Linked DNA regions of Zea mays: region 2 is linked to region 1. The links are chromatin contacts, called in public Hi-C maps. All regions are on one chromosome and are shown on one strand. The core of a region is the stretch at or near the end of the contact, and the rest is flanking DNA. Distances in the headings are between cores, read along the strand shown. Region 1 holds the start of LOC100281652. Region 2 holds the start of LOC100127010 (anthocyaninless 2).

Region 1 (6,828 bases), core at 123-2,622:
GGCAGAGTGAAGGATACGGGAACCATGAGTCTGGCTTTCAGCACCAGGCAGTACACCTCTGTTTCTTAAATCGTCGATGTCGGTAACCGGAATCCCACGGCATTTTGGATAGAACGTGCCTTTTCCGTCCTTGACCCCCCTTGTCCAGGTTCCTACATAGTAGCCAGAGTCCTTCCATGTGTAGATTCCATAGCCATGCATGGCACCATCTAACCAGTTCCCTTCAAATGAATCTCCATTGTTCCATGTGAGAATTCCTTTGCCTGACATGACCCCATCTTTCATGGCGCCAACATAAGTGTTCCCATTTGCCCAGGTATAGGTGCCATGCCCCTGCATTTGCCCATGCACCCAAGAACCTTGAAAAGTGTCTCCGTTGGGATATGTCTGTAGGCCAAGGTGGCCATGCTTAAGATTCAGCTTCCAGCCTCCCCTGTAACTGTTAAGCCCGGCGGTATACGTTCCCTGACCATAAATGTAGCCACCGGAGTAGTCACCTGTGTAGGTGGCCCCTGTTGGCCACAGCGTCTTGCCTCGGCCATGCCTGAGGCCTCTCCTCCAATCACCCTCATAAACACAACCATCGGACCAGATATAACAACCTGGGCCATGTGGCGTGTTGCCCGATAACGCGCCACGATAAGTATCCCCATTAGGCAGTATAAGCTCTCCAACTCTAGAGTCAGAGTTTGTTTGATCTGAATGCTGGGTTGTCCCTGGGAGTAAGATACCAGCAGCTTGAGGCTCATCATGGAGAAGAGGCGCCACAGGGGTGGCCATGCCATGCATACAGCTCACAGCTCAGCAGGGGCTGCGGCAAGAAGATAAAACAGGCTGCACAAAATGATGATGACGACGACGACGACGACGACGACGACAACGACGAAAGTAATAAGGGATTAGATGAGTTACAATTGCAAGTCCGCGAGATCTGCTCGCTGTCTCCGATCCGTATTGTTGCAATTCATGAGTGTTGGATCTTGGCAGGGGACCCTTTTGTAATGAATTGCGTGCTGAGAAGTGGTGAGCATAGTAATAAATAATAAAGTGGCGTGAATCTGATCCCCGTCCCCGTGCCGGAGATGAGAAGAAAAAAAAAGAATGATGAAACAGAACACCCTGCCTGCATGCATTGCATGCGTATCTGGTTCAAACCCAAATAATTAACTAATGAGATTATTCCTCAGGTAATGGAATCGAAAAATACTGGGGGCGGCCCGAGGAGTGACGGTGGGGGAATCAGACTAGTACGTAGCTAATAGAGGAATCCATCCGGGTATTGGTTGCCTCACCTTCACCTCCGGCTGACGGCCGCGGGCGTGGTGGCTGGTGGTTTCTTTTCTTCAAATCAAAATTGGCGAGTCGCCGGCGACGGCACCGCCCCCCACGGGGAGTGTCGGTTGAGGTTTGGGTTGGACTGGACTGGACTGGGCTGGGCTGGGCTGGGCCTGCCTTCATTCTCATGGTATGGGAAAGTTGTTTATTGATTTACGAGCAAAGTGAAAATAATCTACGTGCGTACGTAGTCTAGAATGTGTGTATTTTGTATTTATCTAAAATGCATGAGAATTTTTTTTTCCTAAAAAACAAATCCATATATATATATATCCTGGGCTTCCAAATAACTGTAGATTACAGGTTGCCGGGTATGTAAATTACATACCTCCGCTGATCCGCTGATGGAAGATCGCCGGAACAGTAGCAGATGCTCTGGCCGGCCGGTAGTACTCTCGATCGATCGATCTATCTCATGCTCTGGCCGGAAGATCGCCGGAACAGCAGCAATCCATGCATCCAACACCTAGCTACCATATGCATTTGTAGCTTGCTACTGCTATAAGTAAGTAGTACATATGTACTCCGACATGCATGCATAAGCATCTACTATATATATAAGCATATGCTTTACTATCTTTTTCTTTTCTGGATACACATGAAGAAGATCAAAGAAATATTTCTTCCACTAGGTCACGAATACTTTTACCCTGCCTTTGTTAGCTGGAGCTTTTGGTACGTAGCTTTTGCTTCTCTAGCTAGCTACAAGGCGCCTCAGGGTTCGTAGCTTCTTCAAGCTAGCTAACGAAAGATCGAGTCACCGCCGAGCATCTCGAATCAAATCCATGCGTGTCCACCGCAGCCATTTGTCAAATTAATAAATAACTAAAAGTCGTCGACATAGCTAGCAGGTAGCAGCTAGCTAGCGTGGGGGAATATATTCATGCACGCATGCATGCATGTTCATCTTATAATAAATAAATGCATTATTGTGCGATGCTCATCGTTGAAAAATAAATCTTCTTTTTCTTCCTTGTATTATTATTGATCGGCCAGAATTAAATTTGGCGCTCTAGGTCGGTTGTGTGGCTTTACTGGCCTGATCTGAACCAAGGGCTGAACAAAATACTCGTGGCTCGCCAGTTCGTTCGATTCGTAGTCAGTTTGGTTCTATCGTTTCGACTCGTTCCAATTTTGTCATTAGCTGATCTAGTATCTCGATCGGTTAATGAGCCAAGCTCGTTAGCTCAAATAAGCTAGCATTTATGAGCAAACAAAACCTACACTAATGTTGAATGAACTAATAAGTAATGAATTATATTAATTTAGTGTTGAAATATGAAATTATGAGCATTATTATTCTTTTTCTAATATTAAATTGGTCTGAAATTAACTAGCAATTGAATATATTGTTAGATAGTATATGTATATTGTTTTTTTGGCTCGTGAACTAAATAAGCTTGACAAACGAAATAAGTCAAGCTAATTCTATAGCTCGGTTTTTAACGAGTCCAAAGCTAGTTTATTACCTTAATGCCCATCTCACGCCCGTTTCGCTCATCCGTTGCTTATTATCTCAGTATTTCTTATAAATGGCTGGTTATTTATAGAATGATTGATCCTAATAACTATAATAACCATAATAAAATAGCTGCTTATCTCAATAATTATTATAAATATCTGAGAGTAAAGGATGGAATGACTGAGTATTTATAGAATGATTGATCCTGATAAATATAATGACTGACACTGTTAAAAAATATAATGACTGGTCTAGAGATAAATATATCAAGCGACGAACACAATGGTGAAATTAATTTTTAGTTTTGAAACTTAGTTTAGTCTTTATCTCTATCTCTACTATATTAAAGCACCAGTTTCACCGGTCCGCATCATCTTTTTACAAATAATCTCTCACATCTATTTCAAATTAACCCACTGCACGCCCGTCCCCTCCTTGCAACCAACCTTCACGTCCCAAACCACACCTCGGCGCATAGATAGATGGGCAAACGGGCGGCCTGGCACGGGCCCGCTAAGCCCAACGCTCGCGGGCCGCAGCTCTGGCTCAGGCATGACACGCCTGCTGACCGTGTCGGCCGGCCCGTTAGCCCGTCGGACCATTTAGTTAAATCGGCGTAAAATGTTAAAAAGCGGTGCAGGAGATGGGGTTCGAAGCCACGCCCTGATGGCGAGATACACTGGATGAAGTCGTCTAATCACTAGAACATCATGCTCAGTTGTTTTGAATATTGAATATAAATTGTACATATGTATATTATCTGCACGTGGTTTGTGTTCTTCTGATGATGGCTCATTGATCTTGCAAAATATATGTTAGGATTTGAAGATCCATATGGGCACTACCACAGGGTGCTCGTCCCTTGTGTTCTTGGCTCTTGCATGCATTAGGTCATTTCTGAGACCACATTGGCGCAATGGACTCCATGGTGTTTGAGGTTGCTAGATTAGATGGAACAACAATGATTTGTCACTCTAACAGTAAAAGGAAATGTTATTTGTTGGTTTTAAACGTTAGTAATCGCTATTGTTCGACACCAAAAAGAGAGGGCGGACGGTCCGGCCCTGGGGCCGGACGGTCCGCGGTCCGGACGGTCCGCGCCTGTGGGCCGGACGGTCCGCGCGTGCGTAGAACAAATTAGGGTTCCAAGTTTTTTTATTGTGTTTGTTGGCTAGATTCTCGGAATTAGCTCGGGAAGTTTGTTTGTAAAGGGTCCAGCCCCCCTCCTCTATAAATAGAGAGGTATACGGCCGATTTGTAATCATCAATCGAATCAATACAACTTCTATTTCACATTTATTTCCAGTACAATTAGGAGTAGTTCTAGTCTAGTTCTAGTTTAGCCTCTCGATCCCCAAATTCTCCGCTTCTCTTCGACTCTACGTCGATTAGAGGAGTCTAGGTCGGCTGGCCCGAGCCTAGACAACTCCTAGGATCTCTCCTCCCCGACGGGGTCCCTCCCGGGAGCGAGATTCAGGCCGCCGCCGGCGACCTTCCGCCGCCCCTGCGTACGCGCGGACCGTCCGGCCCCCAGGGCGCGGACCGTCCGACCATCAGGCAGAGGACCCTAGCCTCGCACCAGGCCGCGGACCGTCCGTGCCTGACCAGAGAGCACCGCCACGGTTCTTGTTGAGTGTTTGGCGCTCCGAAAAGGCGTCAACATACTTTTTGGCGATTCCGCTGGGGACAACACATCTAGACCTATCAAATCGGCCCTCAATGGCCGGTTCAAAGGATAGCTCTAAAGTTTCCACCAGCAATATCATCACACCGACATGGGAAAACTTGCCGGCTGAAAAATAGCTCCTGTTCGAGGAGCGCCAGGAGCAGCTGATCCAAGAAGCAAAGGCGAAGTTCCTGGCCGACTTCAAAGTGGACAGGAACAACAAAGTCATTCGGCAACGGGCGACAGATCTGGCTTCGCTCCGATCTACTACGATTACCCCCAATGTAAGTAGCACCAACGAACTCCAATCTCTTAAAGCTTACATAGACGAACAACGAGAACAGTTGCAACGTATCGTAGGGGATATACAAAATGATCATGAAAGGCTAGTACGTGTGCTTGATAAGTCTACTATGTCAAATCTTCCTTCGCACGAGGTTGAATTGAGGGAGTACACACATAATTCATCGGCTACAGGTTGTCACGACCAGTCACAACCCCTTTATGGGATGCCGATGGACATGTACCCTAGGCAACGACAGCCTCCCACGCACATCAGCGATAAATTTGCCGATCTGCGCATGTCCGGACCGTCCGCACGTGGGCGCGGACCGTCCGGGTCAGCGGCGGCCGATCCCATTTTTAGAAGCGAATTACCGAGACCTGCACCCAAGCCGCCACATGCCGTGCAAACCCTAGATAGCCCATTTGGACCGTCTGCGTATGGCGCCAGACAGTCCGAATATAATGTCGGACGGTCCGGCACGGAGTTTTTTAAGGAGGATGGATATCCAACTCCGTATCCGTCCCAGCTAGACTCCCCATCTCACCATATGACACACCAACACCATAATATAATCTATCAAACCCGTGAGAGTGAGTACTTTCTGGCCCCTAGAAGGCCAGAAAGGAATGGCCAGTCCTATGAACCTCATAGGGCATGCATTAACGCGCCGCAAAACCCAAACCAATGGGGAGGAAAACAACATACCAACATCCAAACAAACTCACCCATATTGGATCAAAGAGCCGGTGGTCTCCCACCGGCTGCCATCGATATAGTAAGGGAGGAAATAGCTGGGGCGTTCCGAGATAAGCTCGGAGTTAGTATAGTCCCCGGGGGGCAGTCATATCGGAGACCTTATGATAGCCAGTTTGACCGGCTCCCATACCCACAAGGGATCAGAATACCTGAATTCACAAAGTTTTTGGGTGACCAAGAAAAGAGCACGTGTGAGCACATAGATCAGTTCTTAGCATAGTTAGGAGAATTGGCCGACACCGAAGCATTCCGTGTACGTTTATTTTCATTATCTTTAACAGGAACTGCATTCACATGGTATGCCACGCTCCCTCCTAACTCCATTTTGTCGTGGGGAGATCTAGAACACAAATTTCATGAACATTTCTTCTCTGGCGATTATGAGCTAGATTTAGTAGACTTAGTAGCCCTACGACAAGAAAAGGATGAATCGGTTAGTGATTACATCCGGAGATTACGGGATACGAGAAACCGATGCTTTCAAATTCATTTAACAGATAAACAATTGGCGGGAATAGCCTTTGATGGATTGCACTATTATTTAAAAGAGAAATTAGAAGGCATCCAGTTCTTTACGCTAGCACAATTACATCAGAGAGCTTCGGCTTGTGAAAGCTGAAGCAAAGAACTTGTCAAAACGGTTCATCATAATGTCCATATAGTAGAACACAGTCAAAGTAGCTCGGACGGTGAACCAAAGGAAATTTACACTGCCGAAATAGTTTGGCCTGAGCAGGCCAAATCTTCGGCTTGCTCCTCCTTGCAGCTAGTTCAAAAGAAACGGTAGGAGGAGATTAAGTTTACATTTAATGTTGGCAAATGTGATAAGATATTCGATGAATTACTAAAAAATGGTAACATTAAGATTGATTATATCGTTCCACATGCTGACGAACTAAAGCGTCGCGCATATTGCAAGTGGCACAACTCATTTTCCCATGCCACTAATGATTGTAATGTGTTCCGACGACAAATCCAATTGGCCATTAATGAGGGACGATTGAAATTTCAGGAGGACACAGAACCCTTTCCAATGAATATGATCGACTTCAATGGCAAAAAGGTCCTAATTCGGCCCAGCACATCCGATAAGGGCAAAGACAAAGAAGTCATCATCGGCAACGCACGGGAGGCCGATGGAAACAACAAAATTGCTTGTAGGAAAGTGGTGGCTGAGAAGACTCCTGATGGAGGGGAGACACTGAAGGTGACCATCACAAACTCCGGCACTGGAGGGCAAGTGCAGACAAGGGGACATACGCAAGAACCCATACTACGCATCGCGGACGGTCCGGTGCCCAGGCGCGGACGGTCCGTGACATC
Region 2 (7,220 bases), core at 610-3,109, 150 kb after region 1:
GGCGGTAGTAGCTGGGATGCCAGGATTATCGCCCCCGCCGTCGCTGCTAGCCTCCTCCGGCTGCTGCTGCTGGCTGCCCTTGGCCTCTGCGACTGTTGCTTGTTGATGCTGTTGCTGCTCAATGGTTAGGGGGACGTAGTTTCCGTAAGCGACAACAGCATCACCAGCAAGCGCACCATTTACGAAGATCTATATCACAGACCTAGACCTCGGCGCCAAGGTCTAACACAAAACTAGACCACGTGAGCTGCCAGCTCGATCCATCTACGTCATCGGGGCCAACACCTCGGCGCCAAGATCTGTGACGCTGAAACGTGTTACTTTGGTGCCATGGCTCATGACGCTGAGCAAAGAGTCTAAATTTAAGAATTGTTCCTACAAGAATCTAAATGTGAAATTTCTCTGCAAAAGGGTCCTAAAATGAAAAAAAAATCAGTCGAAGGGTCACAGGTGTGGACCACTTTTCTACGGACGCGGACACGCGGTGCTTTGGCTGATTCTTTCCTACCATTGTATTGCGGCTTGCGTGGGAAGCGTTGTGCCGAGAAGCTGTGGGAGAATCTCGGCGTTTGTTATCACGTGACCTCCTTTTTTCGTTTTTATATTTAAAAATTCAATATTTGTTTGTTTATGAGTGTTTGATGAGTATATTGTACCTCTTGTAAACTGAAGCACACGATTAATTCTTTGTTAAAGAATGCCATGATAATAGTTTGCTATAAATGAAATTAATGTTAAATCAATTTGTTAAAAATTATGGTTTCTTCTGAATTTAGTTATTGCCGATAGAGAAAAAACATTGAAAAAATATTTAGATCATATACGGCTGAATTTAGTTATTGATGATCTTATTTGTTATATTTTATTTGTTTGAGGAATACACGCTTATTTTACTTCACCCTGTTTGTTACTTTAGTCACTAGATTAAACTTTAGTTTAATCGCTAAAGTACCTCGTTGGTTTCAGTGACTAAACCAGACTAAAGAGCATTAATTGATGTAAATAATGACTATGTTGTCCATATTAATTAGTGGATATTTGCTGCAAAAAGAAAGTGAAGAGGGCAAATAAGGTAAAAATCCTACTTTAATCCCTTTTAGCCATCCCTTGGTGACTAAAGAATTAAAGTTTAGTCACAACACTTTAGTCACCATATTTAATTCTTTAGGGACTAAAAGTGACTAAACTTTAGTCACCCCAAACTAAACGGTACCTTAGATCTATTTATTTGAGGAATGCAAGTGTTTGAATAACTATTCTATTTAAATAAGATCTACCTAACGACGTACGGACATCTAACTAGTATAGAATTAACGTACACATGTATTGATTTGAGTGACCCATGGCTGATTCCAGTGATCAACAATAATCCTGCCAAGCATCAAGCTAATCCCAAGGTGCCACGGAATGGTCTCGCCCGCCGCCGCTGGCCACATATACCAGCAGGTGACCGTCGGATTGGGTGGCGCTTGGCACGGAAAAAAATTTGGTGCAGCACTGCTGCAAACCAGAGTGGTTTGCAGCCCCTCACAAAAAGGAGGATAGACCCCACCTGCAGGTCCAGCAGATAACGTTTTAGTTGTATTATTGTTGCTGCGGGTGGGGTCTATCCTCTTTTTTGTGAGGGGCTGCAAACACTCTGGTTTGCAGCAGTGCTGCACCAAATTTTTTTCCCTTGGCACGTGTTCGGGTGGTAGCTGGCTCCTCCATGCAATGCCTATGCCTGTCGTCGCGATCGCAACCACCAGTCAAGACGAATGGCAGGCAGCTAAGTAGCTAACAACAACAGGCTTGTATTGTATGTACAGCAATATATATACATCTCGAGAAGCTCCTAGCAGAGATGCATCCATCTCGACGACGATCCATCCATCTTAAAGCAAGCAGAGACATGGAGTCGTCGCCGCTGCTGCAGCTGCCGGCGGCACGCGTGGAGGCTCTGAGCCTCAGCGGCCTCTCCGCCATCCCGCCCGAGTACGTCCGCCCCGCCGACGAGCGAGCCGGCCTCGGGGATGCCTTCGACCTGGCGCGCACCCATGCCAACGACCACACCGCGCCGAGGATCCCCGTCGTCGACATCTCCCCGTTCCTCGACAGCAGCAGCCAGCAGCAGCAGCGGGACGAATGCGTGGAGGCCGTGCGTGCCGCCGCCGCCGACTGGGGCGTCATGCACATCGCCGGCCACGGCATCCCCGCCGAGCTCATGGACCGCCTGCGCGCCGCAGGAACCGCCTTCTTCGCCCTCCCCGTCCAGGACAAGGAGGCCTACGCCAACGACCCCGCCGCCGGCCGCCTGCAGGGCTACGGCAGCCGCCTCGCCACCAACACCTGCGGGCAGCGCGAGTGGGAGGACTACCTCTTCCACCTTGTGCACCCCGACGGGCTCGCCGACCACGCGCTCTGGCCTGCGTACCCGCCCGACTACATCGCCGCCACCCGCGACTTCGGCCGCCGAACGCGGGACCTGGCCTCCACGCTGCTCGCCATCCTCTCCATGGGCCTCCTTGGCACAGACCGTGGCGACGCGCTAGAGAAGGCGCTCACCACCACCACCACCAGGACAGCAGCTGACGACGACCTCCTCCTGCAGCTCAAGATCAACTACTACCCGAGGTGCCCGCAGCCGGAGCTGGCCGTCGGCGTGGAGGCCCACACGGACGTCAGCGCCCTCTCCTTCATCCTCCACAACGGCGTGCCGGGCCTGCAGGTGCTCCACGGCGCCCGCTGGGTGACGGCGCGCCACGAGCCGGGCACCATCATCGTCCACGTGGGGGACGCCCTGGAGATCCTCAGCAACGGCCGCTACACCAGCGTCCTCCACCGCGGCCTCGTCAACCGGGAGGCCGTGCGCATCTCCTGGGTCGTCTTCTGCGAGCCGCCACCAGACTCCGTGCTGCTGCACCCGCTGCCGGAGCTTGTCACGGAAGGCCACCCCGCAAGGTTCACGCCGCGCACATTCAAGCAGCACCTGGATCGCAAGCTTTTCAAGAAGAAACAGCAGCACAAAGCAAAAGCAGAGGAAGAGGATGGCGGCAATGGTGACCACCACCGCCACGAGCCGCCGCCGCAGACCAACTGATGGGCTGCACATGTCTTTCCATCCGCCCACGCATATCTTCTCTCGCGAAATTAATAAGGATCCATCAGCATTTTCCATATATTTATATTAGTTTCATGCTCCTACGTTACTACGAGAAAAAAAATAGTATCTATGATATATAAAATCCATGTGTTAAAATATTACTGTAACACTAATATTATATATGTTGTTACGAAATCAATATAATAAAATAATTTGATATACCAAAACACTAATTATTATTCTATAATTTTGTTAGCGTAACTAAAAGTTAAGATTTATATACTTTAAAAGATATATAAGATTGTACCATCACTAGTAAAAAAATAAACAATACCAATATTTTATAAAATATGAGTATACAACGATTACATAAAAATACACAAGAGATTTATTATCATCGATCCTAACTCAAATTATTTACCAACAACCAAAATGTTGTTAATCTCCTGCACCATCCATCTCCTGACGCACTACGACGATGAAAACTGGTGTATTATAAGAGTAGAGAGTAGAGGCTACTTCCGGTCAACCCAAAAATCCTTATAATCATCAAAATATTTCAAATATAATCTCAATTGCCTTTTGTTTGACGAGTCTCATGACAAATGGAAATCAAATACAATCTCACTGGCTCTAAAACTTTTCGGCTGCAGAGAAGTCCGTGCACAATGGAAATCAGTCGAGTCTCGTGAGTCGTGACTATTGAAGATCACAGGACCAAGATAGTACCCTCACAAGATAACCCTTCTTGTTAGTTGCATGTTCAGCTCTGACTCTGCCTGCTTCCTTCTGCTCAGGATCTTGCATACTGACGGCCGCGACTGCTTTGCTGTTCTCAAAAGAAACCATTTTGTTATTAGAGTTGTTCTATATCATCACGTCCACTTACTACTCGGAAGGTCTTTGAATTCTCTGTAGGTTGTTCCACAGTGTGGTTTTCCTTGCTCTCAGCATGGTGAACCACCATAGCATTCTGCCTAGCCAGCACATTATCACCATTTTCACCCTATTCTCTGTAGGTTATTCCACAGTGTGGTTTTCCTTGCTCTCAGCATGGTGAACCACCATAGCATTCTGCCTAGCCAGCACATCATCACCATTTTCACCCTTCCCTGTCCTATTGTTGCCATGCTCGAAGCTAGGAGCATCAACATTGAAGGAGCTCTCTGAGCCTCGCTCTTTATTTCGAGGAGGCGCCCCATTGCTCACAGCTGTAGCGACCGAATAACTGTCAGAGTCTTGGCGACCTTGTTTTGCAGCCATGTGTTGGCCATTGCTAGCACAGATTTTAGCTGCAAAAGCACAACGAGGGTACTTCAGAAACTATGAGCAAACAAATGATAAACTTTATTTCTCAGCGGACTACCAAACAAAATTACCACGAAGGATGGTGCCACATCCGCCGCACTTGTAGACTATAACGTTGTGCGGTTCTGGGAGAATGTCGAGACAGTTTGGACATCTCACGAGGCAAGAACCTTCTGCATTCGCCATCAATAAAGAAAGTACAAGAACATCACCCACAGCTCAGAATCCCAGGCGCGGCGGTTACCGGTCAGCACCAGACCGCTAAGGCTGAGAGAGTTATCTTCCAAGTTCAGAGCTTCAGATAGTAATAGGAGAAGACGGTCGCAGCTGCTAGCCTACAAAACTGCAATATGCAAAAATATACAAGGAAACGATGATGAGAATCTAGCCAACAAAACAGGCTAGCAGGTCTGGGCTAAATTTAAGCACGGAAATTTGTTAACAGATTACTAGTGGAGATGTATGAGAGAAGAGGAAGATACAGAGGAACAGAGAGATATGGCAGAGAGCTGGTAGCGCCGTGACGGCTGGAAACAAGTGGAAGTTTAGGTTATTACATTTCATACCCTCTACCACAACACATTCCTAATATATATATACTCCAGTCTCTGCTTGTGCATTCGTGGGTTCATTTTCCTTTGACGAACGCCCCTTCTCGGCCCATCATCAGCTTGCTCTTCTGGCCCATCATCCAACTCAGCGTTCAACTGCTCCTGTGCCACAACCGGCAAGACCTGCTCTATCGAAGGGCTGATGCTGACATTCCCCCCTTCTTCGAACGCCGCTTGTCCCCAAGCGGTCGCTGATGGGAAGCGATTCTTCTGCGCTTCGGCGTCCTCCCAAGTTGCATGCGAAGCATCCATCCCTGACCAGATCACTTGGACCATGTACCAACTGCATAGTGAAAGGTGAATTGGGATATGCTGAGACGATGGCCAATTGAGTCAACAACTCTTGTGCTTGCGTATCATGATCTTTGAGAGCCGGTGTGTACTGATAGAGGCACACAGTAAACATATGTGCACCGAGTAACAGAGGGATATTGTGATCACCCGGCCTGCTTGGAGGCAACCCAACTGGATCCTCAAAAATATCCAAAAACTGGGAAGGAATATCCTGCACCTGAGTATTGATTGTTGGCATCTTGCTGTCAGGGAAACGGTTCTGCTGGGAGGTGGCCGAGAGTAACCACAGCTCCACTATTGCTCCTGTGGGAACAGAAGGGTGAACACCTTGTAAACACCTAGTTGCTCCTTGATAGGGAATGATCATCCATTTGTTAGACCAGTTCACTGGCATAGGACTATATCGTTGCAGCCTGTCCATGCCCACGACCAGATCAAACAAGGGTAAGAGTAAAAACGTGAGATCCACTGAAAAACTGCGAACAGGCATGGTCCACTCAGCTGAAGGCACCTGATAATTGCAAGTAATAACTTGACCAAATGAAGGTATTAGCAAGAACTTCAGGTCTGCTGAAAAGTGACAGCCCGACATACTCCACTTGGCTAAAGGCAAATGGTAATGGCAAGGAATAACTTGTCTAATAGCCAGTTGAACTGTGATTGGGTTAACCAGAGGTTCCACACCCGATAACATTGGTCGCAATTTGTCACTGATAAAAGTATGAGAAGATCCAGAGTCAATGAGCACCATAATGTCTTGCTGCTGAATTTGATCTTGTAATTTTAGTGTGGTAACTGTCTGAGTACCTGACCAAGCTAGAGATGACAACACCATCATGAGTTGTTCTGTGGGTTCAGATATTCGCTCAGTCCAATTATAGGACCTGTAACCAACCTCACTACACAATCTGAAGAAAAACCATGGTATTGGCCTGAATTGAACAGAATCTCTGTGCACAAGCCCAGCAACACTCGTACCACTAAATACGACATAAGCTTGATCAGTTTGCCTTGTTGTTGCAAGTGCATTCAGTAGACAATGGTAGGTTTCTCCTTTCAACTTAATACCATGTGCCTTCATTTCTTCTAAAAGCATGATTGTTGCATCTGTAATTTTAGAAATCTCCCTTTTCTCCACTCTGCGAGATGATTTTGTATCACACTGTTTTAGACTCATGGATAGTACCATCATGAAGTCTAGGACACCCACGACCAGAATAGGACCCATATGAATTTCAGCACACATCTAAAGGAACCCACTTCTCGAATAGAAATTGAGCTCAACATTGTCACCAATATGTGCCCTTGGCCATCATACACAACTAACTTCCAGGAATTACCATAATGCATGAATAGATAACTAGACAACCATCTAAGTTCCTGGTCACCAGAACCAACAAACCAAGCCAACACACTACTCAGCCTATAGATAATTTTGAATTTTGCACTCTTCTGAAGCACGCACCTTCCACCTACCACTGCAATTGATTCCAATGCTAATAGTGGAGCCAATCCAATTGGAGAGAAACTGAAAGATGGCCATGGTATTGGCCACACTTCAGTATTACCGATAGCATGTGCCAGGTCTTGCATCGTCGAGCCAACACCATTGTTGCAGGTGGCAATAACATGTGATGACAATTCCTCGAACACACGGTGGGCACCTAGAACCGCGTGACCATTGTTGATGTGCTGTTGGAGTTCGACCATATCCGGAGGTGACCCGCACAGCTTGAAGATCTTCAGTAGCTGGTACATCTCGCCACTGCCGGGCATGAGGGGCTTGCCGAAGAAGATCTCGTTGAGGCAACCCGCGCTCCAGAGGTCGAAGCCGACGCCGTAGCTGGTGGAGTTCAGCAGCAGCACAGGTGTGCGGTACCAGAGCGTGACGACGCGGCTGGTGAGCGGTTGTCGGTGCCCAGCGC

What was found. Hi-C and Micro-C count contacts between places; a contact is called where the count stands out from the background.
Region 2: a contact with region 1 is called in a Hi-C map of endosperm, with 4 times the contacts expected there. The contact joins the promoter of LOC100127010 here to the promoter of LOC100281652 in region 1. A contact is called at or near these places in 3 of 25 Hi-C or Micro-C datasets (ear, endosperm and tassel).

What each region holds. Positions count from the first base shown.
Region 1 is chr5:67,937,078-67,943,905 of Zm-B73-REFERENCE-NAM-5.0, forward strand. LOC100281652 reads right to left here and starts at 1,373. Exons shown (of 9, transcript NM_001154571.2): 1 at 1,293-1,373; 2 at 1-1,013. The coding sequence starts at 780.
Region 2 is chr5:68,084,861-68,092,080 of Zm-B73-REFERENCE-NAM-5.0, forward strand. It overlaps LOC100127010 (anthocyaninless 2), which reads left to right and starts at 1,860. Exons shown (of 1, transcript NM_001112604.2): 1 at 1,860-3,402. The coding sequence starts at 1,892. The coding sequence ends at 3,079. LOC111589308 reads right to left here. Exons shown (of 3, transcript XM_023300130.2): 1 at 4,948-7,220; 2 at 4,462-4,733; 3 at 3,623-4,374. The coding sequence ends at 6,493.